Linked DNA regions of Mus musculus: regions 2, 3 and 4 are each linked to region 1. Evidence: chromatin contacts called from public HiChIP or PLAC-seq and promoter capture Hi-C data. All regions are on one chromosome and are shown on one strand. The core of a region is the stretch at or near the end of the contact, and the rest is flanking DNA. Distances in the headings are between cores, read along the strand shown. Region 1 holds the start of Phc1 (polyhomeotic 1). Region 2 holds the start of Iqsec3 (IQ motif and Sec7 domain 3). Region 3 has its middle 58 kb from the start of Iqsec3. Region 4 holds the start of A2m (alpha-2-macroglobulin).

Region 1 (3,456 bases), core at 410-2,909:
GTCCTGCTCCACCTGTTTTTTAACCACCAGATCTCCTTGCCAGAATGTTCCCATTCATCCCCAGCCAACACCTATCATCCTTGGCTCGGCAGCAAACCCTTTCACCTCTCCACACCCATGTTCCTGCCTCTCCAGTCCTTTGGCTGCCCTTTGGGATTTGCATACCCGTTTAACAGGTTCCTAGAAGCCTCCTAAAGATCTTACTTTACGGAGATCTGGCTATACCAATTAAGAGAGGGAGTTGAAACAAACACAAATGCATCAATTTATAATGAGAATGCCTCTCCCCCCCCCCCCCCCCTTAAATACAAATTAATTACACCTGGGTTTTCAATCTAGAGTGGGCTCAAGAAAACAACTAATTATGGCTGAGGTTAGCAAAAGATACAAATCCCAGCTATTATCACAAGGTAACACCCTACGGCAGGTAAAAGGTTAAGGAGAGCAGCTGTCTTTGCTAACAATGCTCTGGTTTAAAAAAAAAAAAAGCTTCCAAGAGTGGCCAGCACACAGTAGGTGTTCTAAGAGCTCTGAGAGACTGAGAATAATTAAATCCTGTTAAATTTGTGTTGCAAATAAAACGGGCCTCCCCCACCATATGCTCAGCCTTCCCAAAGGCAGCACCATTGTTCATCTCTTTACACCCCGCCTTTTCCATTGTTTTGGGCGTTGTGATTCTTTCACGTGTGCGTGTGACTTAAAGAGATTCCGAAGCACACAATCAACCCTGACGTCACAGACTTAAGTATTATTCAAAGCAAGTTGCTTCAGGTTCCTGCTTTTTAATGAACTGCTGCTTCTAACGGGTTCAGTTTCTGTGCGGCGTTGTTTCCCGCCTTCTTGGAGTTGGGGCGAGGGATTAAACACTCAGCATTCTCTCGCCGTTCCCTCTATCTCAAAGTTTTTCTTTTCTCCTCTTCCCTTCCCTTTGCTCTATTTCCTTTCACAGGCCGTCGTTTCTCAAGGGTCTTTGCTCCGCTTCCTCCCTCTGTGCCTGCTGGTCCCTTTGATCCTTTCTTTCGAGCCCCTATTCCCAGAAGCTGCAGAAAATACCTTCTTTTTTTCCCCCCCTTTCACGTCACTTCCCTCCCCTCTCCCCATCTCCCTCTCTTCTCCGAGGTGAGTCCCCCTCTAGAGGCCAGCGCTTTCTTAGACGTCTGCTTTCAGACGGCGAGCGGAATTCGAAGAGAGAGAAGGGGGGAAGAAAGGAGGAGAAAGAGAGCCAGAGCCAGGGGGAGAAAAGAAAAAGAAAAACAAACAAAAAAAACCCCACTCGGGCCTAGAGCGCGGAGGCCGGGGAGCAGCGTCGCCATGGCAACGGGCGCCGACAGGAAGCGAGGGACGCGCGCGAGGGCGGGCGCGGGGAGGGGGCGGGCCGGAGGAGGGGTCGGCTGCCCCGGAAGCACCTCCCCGCAGCCCCCTCCCCGCCGGCCCGCGGCCCCCCGGCCTCGGCCCCCCACCCTCGCGGCGGGGCAGGAAGTGACAGGCCCGCGCGAGCCCCCGGCCTGGCGGAGCCGCGGCGCGGCCAGCACCCGGACGGCGGGAGGGGCGGGGAGCGGCGGCCGCGCCGGGCACCTCCCACCGCGCCTGGGCCCCCGCCCCTCCAGGAAGGGGAGGAGGCGGCGCGCCGCCGCCGAGGCCGAGCGACCCCCCCCCCCTCCCCCGCCCCTGAGGTGGACGCCCCCCGCGAGGACTCGGGTGCGGAGCCGGGCGCGAAGGTAACCGGGCGGCCGCGGGCCGGGGAGGGGCCGCATCCCGGGGTCTCGGCGGCGCGGGGATGTTTCCTCAGCCACCTCGGCGTGTGCAACGCCCAGGTACCTCCCCCAGCCGCGCTCCTGCCTCCCGCTCTGCTGCGCTTTGCGGTGCTTGGGTGCTGCGCGTCCCGGTCTTCGTGCTTTGCGCTCGCTGTGCTCGGTGCTGTCTGTCCGTCACCTCGTTGCCTCTGACCGCTTCTCATTCATTTCTCCCTTCCCCGACTTTGGTCCTTCCATCCGAGCATGCTGTCTGGTTATCTCCCTGCTTCTCGCGCTCCGCCGGGCTCCCCGATCTCCCAGTTCCTCGACTTCTGTGCCTCCCCTGCTTGGCTCCCTACTATTAGAATATACATTTCCCTGCTTACCAAGTCCGCTCGCTTCGGGCACAGCACTGTATCCACCCCTTTCTCCTGGTGTGTTTGATTTCTCTTTGGAAATGCATTTTTTTTTTTTTAATCACGCTTCTGTGAAGAACAAGAACCCCTGGGAGTCTTTCCGAGGCGCCCCTCAACCCTTGCTTCTCACTCCATTCTTACTGCAACAGAGTTTTATACTCAAGGGTATTGACTTCTTCCAACACCTGACCCAATAGGCCCAGTAGTATGTCTACCTCAATATTAATTTCTAGTTCCTTCCCATCGGTGTGCGTCTTCCCCAGTTGAGTCCTTAAACACACCCACACCCAAAAGGTGGGAACGTTTAGGGTGGCCTTTGACTCTTAGTTTTAATTTTTGATTGAGTTTGCCACCTAAACGGTGTGCTCTCTTCACTTTCTATACTGAATCTGGAACTCACAACATTCATTGAAAAATGAGGATTTTAAGATAGATTTGTGTGCCTGCGAGGTTTTTGATGGCAGTTTCCCTGGTGAAAAGACTTTAAAATTGGCCCTCTCTGTTTCATTATCTGGGGGAAATGAGGGGGTCATCGAATTGATGAACGTGTTTTATATAAGGCTCTATTGCAAGTAACAGGGTCTTACGTCTCTGAGTGCAGTGAGATAACTCCAGTAATCTGTACAACTGTGCCATGCTGCCTCTAATCCTTACCCACTTTTTTTCCTTCACATGCTGATATTGAGGATTCATGGGTCTGTATCTGTTTAGTGCTTTGATATTTTGGCAAAAGATGTGGGGAGAAAGGTAGACTGAAGTTGATAGAATACCCTCTCTGTACCTCTTTCATTTTATCCGTGTGTGGAGTGGCATTTGTTCGGTCCCAGAGTTAAGTGATGTAGAGATGCTGGGAAGAGAATCCAGAGAAAACTCCACTTCAGGGGCCAAGGTTGAGACTTTTGACTTTTGTTTACTTGTTTGGGATTAATTCCTGAGATAAATCCATTCATCTAATGAAACTAGAGATAGCCCCTAGCAGAAATTATGGTCGGACTTTTATATTCCCAAGCCAAATAGTACTTGGGAGACCTGATAGTTCTAGTACCTCAGTGTATCAAAAATAAAGAATACACAGTGTAAGTTTAACGAAAGAATGAAAACTAAGGAGTAAAATGATGTCATTTTCAGCCGCTTTAGAAGAGTGTTTCTGCTTGCTTCTCTTGTTTCTTTTCCTTTTTTTGATATGTATTTTTCTTTTAATTTATTTTTTGCTGGTTTTAATGTAGCTGCCAGAGGGTAAATTCTTACACTTTAGTAAAGTTGAATTTTACTCGTCTCAGTTAGAATGCTACTTACTTGGGAGTATG
Region 2 (3,456 bases), core at 563-3,062, 870 kb after region 1:
AAGAGTTATTGTATAACTTGCTTGTGCAGATGCTGGACTGTGACTTCATGTGTGCATAGTGCTTTCTGCTGAAATAGTTATGTGGGGTTTTTCAGGAAAAATAATGAGTCTGAGGAAAATAATAAAAAGGCTTTTGATTATGTATCATTGTATAACAAGGAAGTGTGTAACCAATAAAGACTGCAGTGAACGAGAGAGAGAGAGAGAGAGAGAGAGAGAGAGAGAGAACCAAAAGCTGTCTCCGAGCTCAGCTTCAGAACAACAGTGAGTCACTTGTCAGCTTGCACCTGCAAAAAAAGAAAAAAGTGCTAAACAACAAAAATGTCCACCAACAGCATCAGCAAATAAAGGAAGAAAAAAAAAAAAACTATGCTATGTCTGTTGTTGATACCACTCCAAAATAAAAAAGAAATTAATGGTATTTGTAACGGAATGGAGGGACCACATACATATCAGACACAAGCAAGTATACATTATGTGACTTCGTTAATATTAGATTCCACAACAGGCAAAACTAATGTGTGTTTAGAGGAAGCAGATGAGTGCTTAGCTGGGGCTGGGGACAAGAAGTTGAACAGAGCAGAGGGGTGCTTATTACACGTAACAGTTTTTTTGTTTGTAGTGATGAGCGATCGGGTGTATACTGTCAAAATCCACGGAGCTGTGTAGTCAGAATGAGCGCACACTGTTGCATATGAATTATTACTCCAAATACCCTGAGACCTCATTTCTAGAGAAAAATCTAGCCCTAGCAGCCTTCCTGCCTTAATTTTCCTCCTGGCTGACCTAGTATAATGCTGCATCTAGTGGATGTTATGTGCAAAAACTGAAAAATTAACAGATAATTCCATGTTGATTCATGTCTCTGAGCTTCCAGGAAAACCCCTCCCTCCTCAAATGTTAATTCTTCCAAGAAGCATTCCGGAGATCCCCAGACTGGTGACTCCTACAACACTCTGATCACAGCTCTGTCTTACTCCCACCTTTCAAAATTAATTATTAAGTCTTTGATCCACTGCTTATAAGCTACAAGAAGCCAACAAATCCATCCTGGTAGTTTTTATTATATCATCTCCTAGTCCAGTATTTACTAATTGCATGTGCTTCCTAACTGTCAAAAAGAATGGTTGCTTCAGAAGGTTCTGGAAGCGGGAACCTCAGAGGTTCTATTTGGTTTCTGTTCCTGTCAGAGAGGTCCAAAGAGCCATGAGATCTCATTTCCAGAGAAAAATCCCTGCATGTGCAGCCTTCCTGCCTTAACTTACCCCCGCCAGAACTAAGCAACAGACACACGCCTTGTTCTCTAGGGTCTCATAACTGTTCACGGACATCCTACAGAGCAAATTGTTGAGCATCAAAAAGGCAGGTGTGTCTCCTCCCTAGAAGGTCTTAAAAATGGGCCCTGCCTCTGAGGTGCCTAGATACAGGAAAACGTGACTGTGACCTTTTAGAGCTGGGTGCCTGTACTTCTCTATGTCTTTGGCAGCTTCCTTTATTCTTCATCTTTCTCTGGCGGCTTCCTTTTTGTCTTAGTTCTATAGCACTTTCCCAGCGCTTCTGCTTGGGTTGGCTCTTCCTTCTTCCCTGGTAGGACTGATCTCCATCCTGGATTTTCATAGAGTATTTTGCTCGACCCAGCCTCTTCCCCTCTGCTCCCCATCCCCACCCGCCTCTCCTACGCCCCCGCGGGAAGCAGGGTTCCTCACGAAGCCCAGAGGTGGGAGGTGGGCCCTGGCGCCGGTCCGCCCCTCAGTGCGTGTGCGAATGCCTGTGTGGCGGTGACGCGCAGGCGACGGCGGGAAGGGGAGGGAGAGAGAGGGAGGGAGGCCACCGACCGCCAGAGCTGCTGGGCTGCTGGGCTCCTGCGCGCTCACGCTCCCCGCCGCCCGCCTAGGCGCAGGCAGGGCGCAGGCGGCGGCGGGCGGCATGGAGAGCCTGCTGGAGAACCCGGTGCGCGCCGTGCTCTACCTCAAGGAGCTCACGGCCATCGTGCAGAACCAGCAAAGCCTCATCCATACCCAGCGCCAGCGCATCGATGAGCTGGAGCGGCGTCTAGACGAGCTGAGCGCGGAGAACCGCAGCCTGTGGGAACACCAGCAGTTGCTGCAAGCCCAGCCTCCGCCTGGGCTGGTTCCCCCGCCGCCGTCTGCCCCACTGCCTGCTCCTGCAGTCACTGCTCCGGCCGCCGCTGCGGCCCAGGAACCGCTTCAGGACCACGGACAGCTCATACCCGCTTCACCGGAGCCGCCGCTTCAGCACCACGGTCAGCTCCTGGCGCAGCCCCAACCTGCACCCAGCAGCAGGGTTCAGACTCCTCAGTCGCCCCACCAGCACCCGGTGGCACCCGGGGCCATAGCTGACAAGGAGAAGGAGCGTCCCTCGAGTTGTTGTGCTGCCGCGGGAGCCCTGCTTCAACACGCATCCCCCGCCGCCCTCGGCAAGGGCGTCCTGAGCAGGAGACCCGAGTGAGTGGGGACAAGGAGGTGGGAGAAGCAAGTGGGTGTGAGGAAATGGGAAATCTGTGTGTAAGAGTGAAGGACTTGAGCACTGTGAAGTGAAGCGGGCAAAAATGCCTTGGGTAAAAAAATGTGTCAAGGAGAGTCCCGCAAAGGAGGGCTTGAGATCCGCGTTGGAAGGTCTGTGGTGGTTGGAGCCAAAGGAAGTATTTGGACCATCTTTGGAGCAAAAAATGAGAGGAATGGGCTTTAACTGGTTGGGGATAATGATAACTTCCAGAAATTAAGGGAGATAAAATTGGGAGGAAGTTGGGGGCAAAAAAATTAAGCCAAAGCAGGGGACCATTGAAGGATTTAAGCTAGGAAAAATTCGGAAGTGAGTTTGCATAGTACAACTGTTTAAATAAAGAGTGAGACACCAAAACAGACTTGATCAGGAAGTTTAAGCGCTTTATAGGGGCTGGGGTCCAGCAGCAAGGATTAGAGTGGGTAGGATAAAGCAAAGGACAGGAGGTGGGGGGGGAACGGGAACAGGCAGGGGAGCTGGATACAGGAAGATGAATGGTGGGAGACAGCGCTGCCCAGGGGAAGGAGCTGGCTCTTTATCTGATGCAGTGGGAGTCAGAGCCAGGAGTGGCTCACTTGGGAAAGCTTTCTCCCTTCTGACCCAAGTGAACATCTTTATGCTGAGCCTCTATAGTGCCAAGGCATACGCAGAAACAACCCTCCAGACTCCTGGATGTCTCTGTTTCAGCTTGAGGACTCACCTGGCTGGAGCTCTCCACTGACTCAGAAGCTTATCTGGGTTCAAATCATGGGAAGAGAACAATGAGATCAGAGACAGCTGGAAAGCAGTTTCTTGAATGTAATGCCTCTATAAATCTCTGTGGTGGCCTCTTATGGCAAGCCTTGTTTCCCTTTGGTTATTAGGAAACCTCATCTTGGATTCCAGGAGAAATATTAATTGTCCCCACGCAGAGTCTAGGGCCTCAAGATTTCT
Region 3 (3,456 bases), core at 481-2,980, 810 kb after region 1:
AGAACTGCCTTGAGCCAGCTGTGCCTCTCCCGAGGCCATACGCAAGAGTCTAAGCCGGTATATCAGAGAGAGTCCTACAAACCTATGTTGCAACACAACTCACAAAAGGCAAGTCATAGAATCAGCATACAGGGTTTTATTCATCCACAAAGAATAAAATTATATCTTTTTCAAGAAAGTGGGTGAGACCAGCAGCAATCATTACATCGAGCAAAATAAGCCAGACTTTGGCAAATTTTGCTTGCTTTCTCTTATAAATGGGCTTAGGTTGCGTCTTGATTCTACCACTGTGTGCTTTGACTTACAAGTGCACTTTAGTTTCCTAGTGCAGACTGAGAGGCAGGAGACAGTACTGGCTGCCTCAGAGGGATGTCCCAGAAATGGGGTTTGCCTTAGATGGAAACTGCTCTCTTATATAACCCTTAGAAGGATCCACTGGAGACCCTTCACCTCTGGTTGCCTCATCCCCTGCCTCAGCTTGACCAGTCTCAAACTTATGCTCCCAAACCCACTTGGGCACTTTACCCATGTGCTGGAAGGATGCTGGATGGTGGCCCCACGCAGCTAATTCTTACCTAGCCTACCCTCCTGTACCCAGGTCTTGGGATAATAACAAAACAGGAAAATCTCAACACATGCAGCCCCAGAGATGTCCACTGAGTGGCGCTGCTGTACCATATCTCCCTGCCCTGCTCTTGTTTCAGGCTGTTCTGGTGATCCTCCTCCACCTGAGCTCACACTTCTCCCAAAGAAAGCCATTCCATAGTCCCAGATTTTAATGTAATGCCTTCTACTCCCGGTAATGCCTTCCTGCATCCAGTTCCAAGTTTTTCCCTCTTACAAATTTAAATTGTAGTATGTACGTTTTAGAAAATGTTATTTTCTTTATAGAAATCAGAGAATCAAATGGAAAAACAGATGGTAATTTCACACACAGAAGATTTGTCATTGTTATTATGTTTTATTTATCTTCCTATGCATCACCTTTACTTAAGAGTACGTTTTTTTTAATGCTATTATTATGTCATGCTATTATATTTTACACTCTTCCTTGTCTGCAAGTTTAGATTTATTCCACCGTGTCCCACTGTGATATATCCCAACTATCCAAGCGCATTTCACAGTCATTCTCATTTTGTTAGCAGTTTAGAACGTTGCTCCTTCTGCTTCTGTTGTTCATCATTCTATGATAACTGTGAACAGAGCGCTGCTGGGATTATTGTCTCCCTCTCCACGATGAAGAGTGCTGCATTGCTGTCAGGACTTTTGGACCCTCGGCCATGCTTCCTGGTCTCCATCCTCCTTATAGCTTTCTTCTCAGAGTACTAGGTTGCCCTTGATGCTGAAATCAGCTCAAACTTGGCTGGTAGGACCCCGCCCCCACTCCCTACCTCTGCCCCACCCCCACCCCAGCCAGCTTTAATAACACTGTGGATGGGTTCCCAGCTTCTTGGAATGCCCCTTTCTCATCTCCAGTGTAGGCCCACTCCCTTTCCAAGGTACTTCCTTGCCCTCCGTGGAGAAAATGTTCAGAAACATAGGTGACCTTGGCTCCTGGATTTACCGGGCATTTCGGTAGACAGGCCTGGGAAGTGCATATTCATAAGCACGCGTCTGTGTTGATATTTCTGAGTCAAATCCCAGAATTAATTCGACCTCGTCTTGCCTTTGTCTTGGCACAGCTGCGCGTAGACGGAGGATGTACACCTACTGATGAGGAAAGGATCTGGGACAGTCTGTTGCCAAGCAACCACGTGGCTTCTCACCACACTGACATTAAGGTGGTTGCTCTGCCCCTGCCCCACTACACTAAGTATAAATAAAAGTTACGACTGCTAACAACAACAAAAGCATCCTATGGAACTCATTTACCTCTTTCTCTTTTGTTCTTATAAGGTTAATAAAGCTATGAGCCAGGCAGTGGTGGCGCACGCCTTTAATCCCAGCACTTGGGAGGCAGAGACAAGCAGATTTCTGAGTTCGAGGCCAGCCTGGTCTACAGAGTGAGTTCCAGGACAGCTAGGGCTACACAGATAAACATTGTCAAGAAAGAAAGAAAGAGAGAGAGAGAGAGGGAGGGAGGGAGGAAAAGGTTATAAAGCTATGTAAAACCAGGATGCTGTCGTGCACTTGTGTTGTTAATCTGACACATGGCTAGGCATTAATTTGATGAGGGAGGGGCTTATTTTCAACTTCAGAGTTTCTTGTTTTCTGTAGGTTTAGTTCAGTTTTTCAAACATGTAAACATTCATAGGTTTCAAAAGTTAAATATATATTTAACATATATATTTATTTACATATATTATGTAATATTATTATGTAATAATTATATAATATATATTTAATACACACATATATGCATACATATATATACATATATGTATGCATACATATATATACATATATATGGAAGATACCTTCAGGGAAGCCTAGTGCCGCTGTCCCTCACAGACCATGGTTAGCCTCCAACTTCCGAGCACCTCCACGTGTACTTGCATATGCATGAAAAAGACTCTCCCAGGCTTTCTTCCATCTGTGAAGTTATCAGAAATCTAAAATTCTAATCCCTCTGGAAAACCTGTCATTCTTGGACTTTGTTGGTGGCTCCATGGCAGAATTTGACAGCCTTCGATGAGTTAGATATAGCTTTACTCTTGAACCCAGCAATCCTGAATCTAAAGTTCACCCAGAAGTTCCAACCCATAGATACCATCAACATGTACTCGGATTCTTCTTGGGAAGCTACTTGCTAGATAGGCAGGCTGTCCATCAAAGGTCGTGGGAGGCCTGAGCCCAGCTCCATCCACCAAAATGAGGAGACCAGGAGTAGTTAAGTGTGCTGGACAGAGGGACTGTCAGGACATGCAGGCAACCGATCACTAAGTGGTCAATGGTTCAGGGGTGACCAATGTCATAAAAAGGCAAAACAAAACCACTAGGGGAACAGGGCACTGGCTGTGTGGGCCCCAGGAACAAGATGTTGAAAGACAAATGGCATCTATTCTTGGAAAATCATTTCTTTGTCTTTTTCTTTTTTGGTCTTATGGAGTTATAAAGCTATCTTTGTCATTCTGAGGAACACTATTCACCTTAGAGAAAGGGTCTTATTGGCCCAGAGATCACCACTTAGGTAAGGCTATCTGGCCACCTAGCACAGGGGGCTCCTGTCTCTGCTGCCAACCCTGGGATTAGAAGTGTGCTCCACAATGCCCAGTATCTTCACCTGCACTCTGGGATCAAACTCAGGTCCTAGTGTTTGCAAGGCACGTGCTCTCTGGGGAGCCATCTCCACAGCCTCTAGGGAGTCTTAGTCAAAGGTTTGGACCAAGTCCCTGGCCATGCAGATCTTTGTAGAATCTCCACTCGTGACTTTCCTGCATAACCAGAGTTGAGCATCTTTGAGTCAAGTGTGCCAACTTTCTTTGCTGTTTAAATAAGGATGCCAACACCGCATGT
Region 4 (3,456 bases), core at 489-2,988, 700 kb after region 1:
TGCCTTCCCAAATGTAGAGAAAAGCTCCATTTCAATGTAATCCAGCCTCTGGAAACTCAGGAACAGAGCAGACCATTTATCAATCATGTATGACTAAAGACCAACCCTCCAGTTTCAAACAGCAACTCTCAAGAATGTCTTTAGATGCCACCCAACTCTTCTGTACTCTCAAGTTAACTTCTACTTTTATTACAATTTTAAACAGTAAACTCTCTTGATAGCCTAAAATAAGGCTTAATTTCACTTACGTTGGATTTTAGCTAGTCCATAGAATTTTAAATATTATAGGTAGTATCACCTACTTAACAATAGATATTGAGAGATGTGGCTCATGACTTGGGAGGCCGAGACGGGGATGCTGTCAGACATAATTAACATAAATCCTGTCTCAAAACAAACAACCACAAAACAAATGGACAACCACAATAAAATAATAAATAAATAAATAAATAAATAAATAAATAAAATGTGTAGGTTCTTTTTGTAATGCTCAAAAATTCTAATTTCTGTGCCACTTACTATCCAGAAGTTTATACTATGATTTCCTTATGCTTAAAAATATCTCATGATCAACTATCATTTTTATTAACATATATGTGTTATATATATATGTTAATATTAATATAAATATGAAATATTACCTGTGGGTATATAAATTTAACAGTAACTCTTCCTTTATATGTGTGACCATAAATTTGTAAGTGTTAAATGTTTTCTTATGATTGGATTATTTTCAGAAGTCCTAGTACATAACTTACTAAAAAATATATTCATGATTCATACATTTATATTGAGAATTGTGTGCTCTCTTCTTCCACCGTGGTGCTCTCACCTTTAGCTGGATATTCCCCATTAAACAAGTAACATTTGTCTTATGTGTAAATAGAAGCCCTAAGAAAAAGTTCCCAATAACTATGTCTTTGTCACTGTTTCTTGTACATCTTCTTGTATGACCTGCTCTGTCTGTCTATCTGTCTCTCTACATTCCTTGGTTCGTTTCTTTGGAGCACAGATTTCATCGCTAGCTGATTTGCACAATAGTTTTTTTGGTTTTGGGGTTGTTGTTGTTGTTGGGGGTTTTTTTGTTTTGTTTTGTTTTGTTTTGTTTTGTTTTTTCCTGTAACAAAAGTCGTTTACATTTTCAGCATCAACATCAACCTTTGAAATCATTCCTAGAGATTTTGAAAAGAAAAAAATCTTTGTTTTATCAAACGCCCTGAGGAATGTAAAGGAAAAAGCAAGGGCAAAGTCTCAGCAGAGCCACAGGAGGTCCTGAAGACAAGAGTACCTACAAAGGTTCTGTGTGTCACCGGGGAGTTTGGATATTCCGAAATCCAGAGAGCTAAAGAGAAATGATTAAAACTGAGATGAGGAGGAATAATGAGTGAGGAGGATTTGTACAAATCTCGGCGCTCTAAGGAACCTAGGAGATGAGAAAGAAGGTCACGGTTTTGTAAGAAAGAAACGAGTAAACAGAAGCCTTAAATTCAAGTTTCTGGCGTTCGGTGGACTCACGGTTTCTGTGGTGCTGAGGCATTTGTGGGCAGCAGCAGCAACAGCAGCAGCAGCAGCGGTGGCGGCAGCGGCAGCAGGGCCAGGCTTGGGAGCCAGCGCTTCCCCATGCTGCAGAGAGGACTGGAGACCTGGCTGCCTTGCACCCTGCTCCCCGCCAGAGATCTGGTCCTGAACGTGCTGAGGAGCAGCTAGGCTTTATGCAAACAGCGGGTTCCACCCACACGAGTTCTCTGAACAAAGCTGAGGTTTTTTGAACATTCTCTGAAGGGGTCATTGATGGCCTAGTTACTGCCAAGGTTAATTCCTGACCCGTTAGCCGGAATTCCCAGAAGGATTAAGCACTTTCCTGTTACTGCTCACTTTTTCTCCGTTGTACAATAAAGTTGATAATCGCCTTCTCCTCCCCCACAGCCACTTATTGATGCTCTGGGCTCCTGTCTGGAGAGTTGGCAAGCAGGCTGCAGCTTAAGCAGTACTGGAGAGGTTTGAATAATTCAAGTGTGCCAGCAAGTTCTGAGCCACAGAAGGTCTGTCTGTCTTTCACGCAAAGCCCATGTTTAGCTCCCTTCCATGAAAGGAATTTTGAACCAAACTAGGAAGTAGGTATTGACTTTAGAGGTATTGTTATACATTAGATTGACTGAAAATGAAGTATCAGGGCCAGGAGAAATGACTGTTTTGTAAGTTTCCTAATGCTTACCTATAATCCAGGTGCTGGAGAACAGGAGATAGGAGGGTCCTGGGCTTGCTGTCTACCCTAAACAGTGAATTTCTAAATCCCAGGATATCACCGCATGGGCCTTAACCTTCACATACACTCATTCCAGTTTAAGGTGAAAAGTAACCAGTATCAGAAACCCCACTTTACTGTGCCTAACAAAGATCCCAGCTGCCTTTGCCATCCACTCAACAAATGCTTTTGTGCAACACTCCCCTCTCTAGTCTCTGGAATTGTCCTGGAGGCAATTTCATTGATTCATGCATCCATCTACTTGTTCTTGCAGCTTCTTGGTTATTTATAACCATTTATTGATCCTCCTTGGCTAGAACCTAGCGATAGAATGTCAGATAAGTAGAAGTAAGAATCCGTAAAAGTTCTATGACGTAGGGCAGGTGATAGGACGGCTTTTAAAAGCGAGTACAGTAACCAACCATTATCATTAGAGAAGTTGAAGTCTCCTCGAAGGCAGGTGCGAGGGACACATAGCCTGTTATGGGCTCCTGGAAACAACTCGGAAGGAAGCAGAAATCTAAAGTAAGCTGTGAGTTCTGAGTGGTGGTTAGACAGAGAAGGAGATGAGCAAGGGGCATTCTAATCCTTAAAATGACACACATATTCAGTAGTAATGAAGCTCTTAAGGAAATGAGATTTCTTTGTCCTGAAGGAAAAGCTTAACTATTTAGGAGGGTGGTCAAGGGAGTTGGCTTTAAATCAGAGAAGATCTTTGGCAAAATACTTAAGCTCACATCTGATCCTTGAAGAGATCAATCTTACTGAAATATAGAGAGGTGACAAAGGAAATAATCCAGAAGACGGGAGAATGGGTGGGTGACAAGCGGGTGATACCCGGACATTCACCGTGGACGTGGAAGGGGGCTACAGAGTGGCAGCGTCTTTGAGAGAGAAGATTATAGGGAATAAAAACGTGTTTGTTTTAATTTCCCAGCTGGTCAGTAACTGAGTAAGACGAGAAACAGACAGGCAGGAGCAGAGGCAAGGACAGAGGGCTGGGCCGAGAGAACGCACAGTTTTAGACCGTGCTTGTGACCTATCCATGTACGCTGTTCCTGGTAAGTGTGTTCTAGGAGTGAAGTCTGCACCCTGACTTTGTGTGTCACTGCTCCTGTGAATCATGGCCACATTCAGCTATCGATGTCCTGGGTCGTAACTCAAAATTGGGATTATGTTGTTTCTTTGTGGACAGAATCTTGAAAACAGGC

The links. Promoter capture Hi-C pulls out the DNA fragments that hold promoters and counts their contacts. HiChIP or PLAC-seq counts read pairs in DNA pulled down with a chosen protein or histone mark.
Region 2: a promoter capture Hi-C map of hippocampal neurons shows a contact between it and region 1, with 3 times the contacts expected there. The contact joins the promoter of Iqsec3 here to the promoter of Phc1 in region 1. A contact is called at or near these places in 2 of 39 promoter capture datasets (hippocampal neurons and liver) and 1 of 115 datasets of contacts at active chromatin or transcription factors (embryonic stem cells).
Region 3: an H3K4me3 HiChIP or PLAC-seq map of neural tube shows a contact between it and region 1, with 5 times the contacts expected there. The contact joins the enhancer-like site here to the promoter of Phc1 in region 1. A contact is called at or near these places in 2 of 39 promoter capture datasets (the 3T3-L1 cell line and cranial neural crest), 1 of 484 Hi-C or Micro-C datasets (embryonic stem cells), 6 of 115 datasets of contacts at active chromatin or transcription factors (astrocytes, bone marrow-derived macrophages, embryonic stem cells and 2 more) and 1 of 9 other capture datasets (liver).
Region 4: a contact with region 1 is called in a promoter capture Hi-C map of embryonic stem cells, with 6 read pairs. The contact joins the promoter of A2m here to the promoter of Phc1 in region 1. A contact is called at or near these places in 10 of 39 promoter capture datasets (the 3T3-L1 cell line, 3T3-L1-derived adipocytes, cranial neural crest and 6 more), 3 of 115 datasets of contacts at active chromatin or transcription factors (embryonic limb bud and embryonic stem cells) and 1 of 9 other capture datasets (embryonic stem cells).

Annotation. Positions count from the first base shown.
Region 1 is chr6:122,337,860-122,341,315 of GRCm38.p6, reverse strand. It overlaps Phc1 (polyhomeotic 1), which reads left to right and starts at 1,659. Exons shown (of 16, transcript NM_001355215.1): 1 at 1,659-1,718; 2 at 2,836-2,844. The coding sequence starts at 2,841.
Region 2 is chr6:121,472,034-121,475,489 of GRCm38.p6, reverse strand. It overlaps Iqsec3 (IQ motif and Sec7 domain 3), which reads left to right and starts at 1,812. Exons shown (of 14, transcript NM_001033354.3): 1 at 1,812-2,465. The coding sequence starts at 1,927.
Region 3 is chr6:121,530,280-121,533,735 of GRCm38.p6, reverse strand. No RefSeq gene overlaps it. Among named protein-coding and RNA genes, the nearest start is that of Iqsec3, 58 kb to the right of the region's middle. Within about 2 kb of position 1,730, at least 8 of the 459 cell types and tissues checked have an H3K27ac peak or open chromatin away from gene starts, as enhancers often do. A contact at or near this core is called in neural tube, where this site is marked.
Region 4 is chr6:121,634,455-121,637,910 of GRCm38.p6, reverse strand. It overlaps A2m (alpha-2-macroglobulin), which reads right to left and starts at 1,738. Exons shown (of 36, transcript NM_175628.3): 1 at 1,516-1,738. The coding sequence starts at 1,622.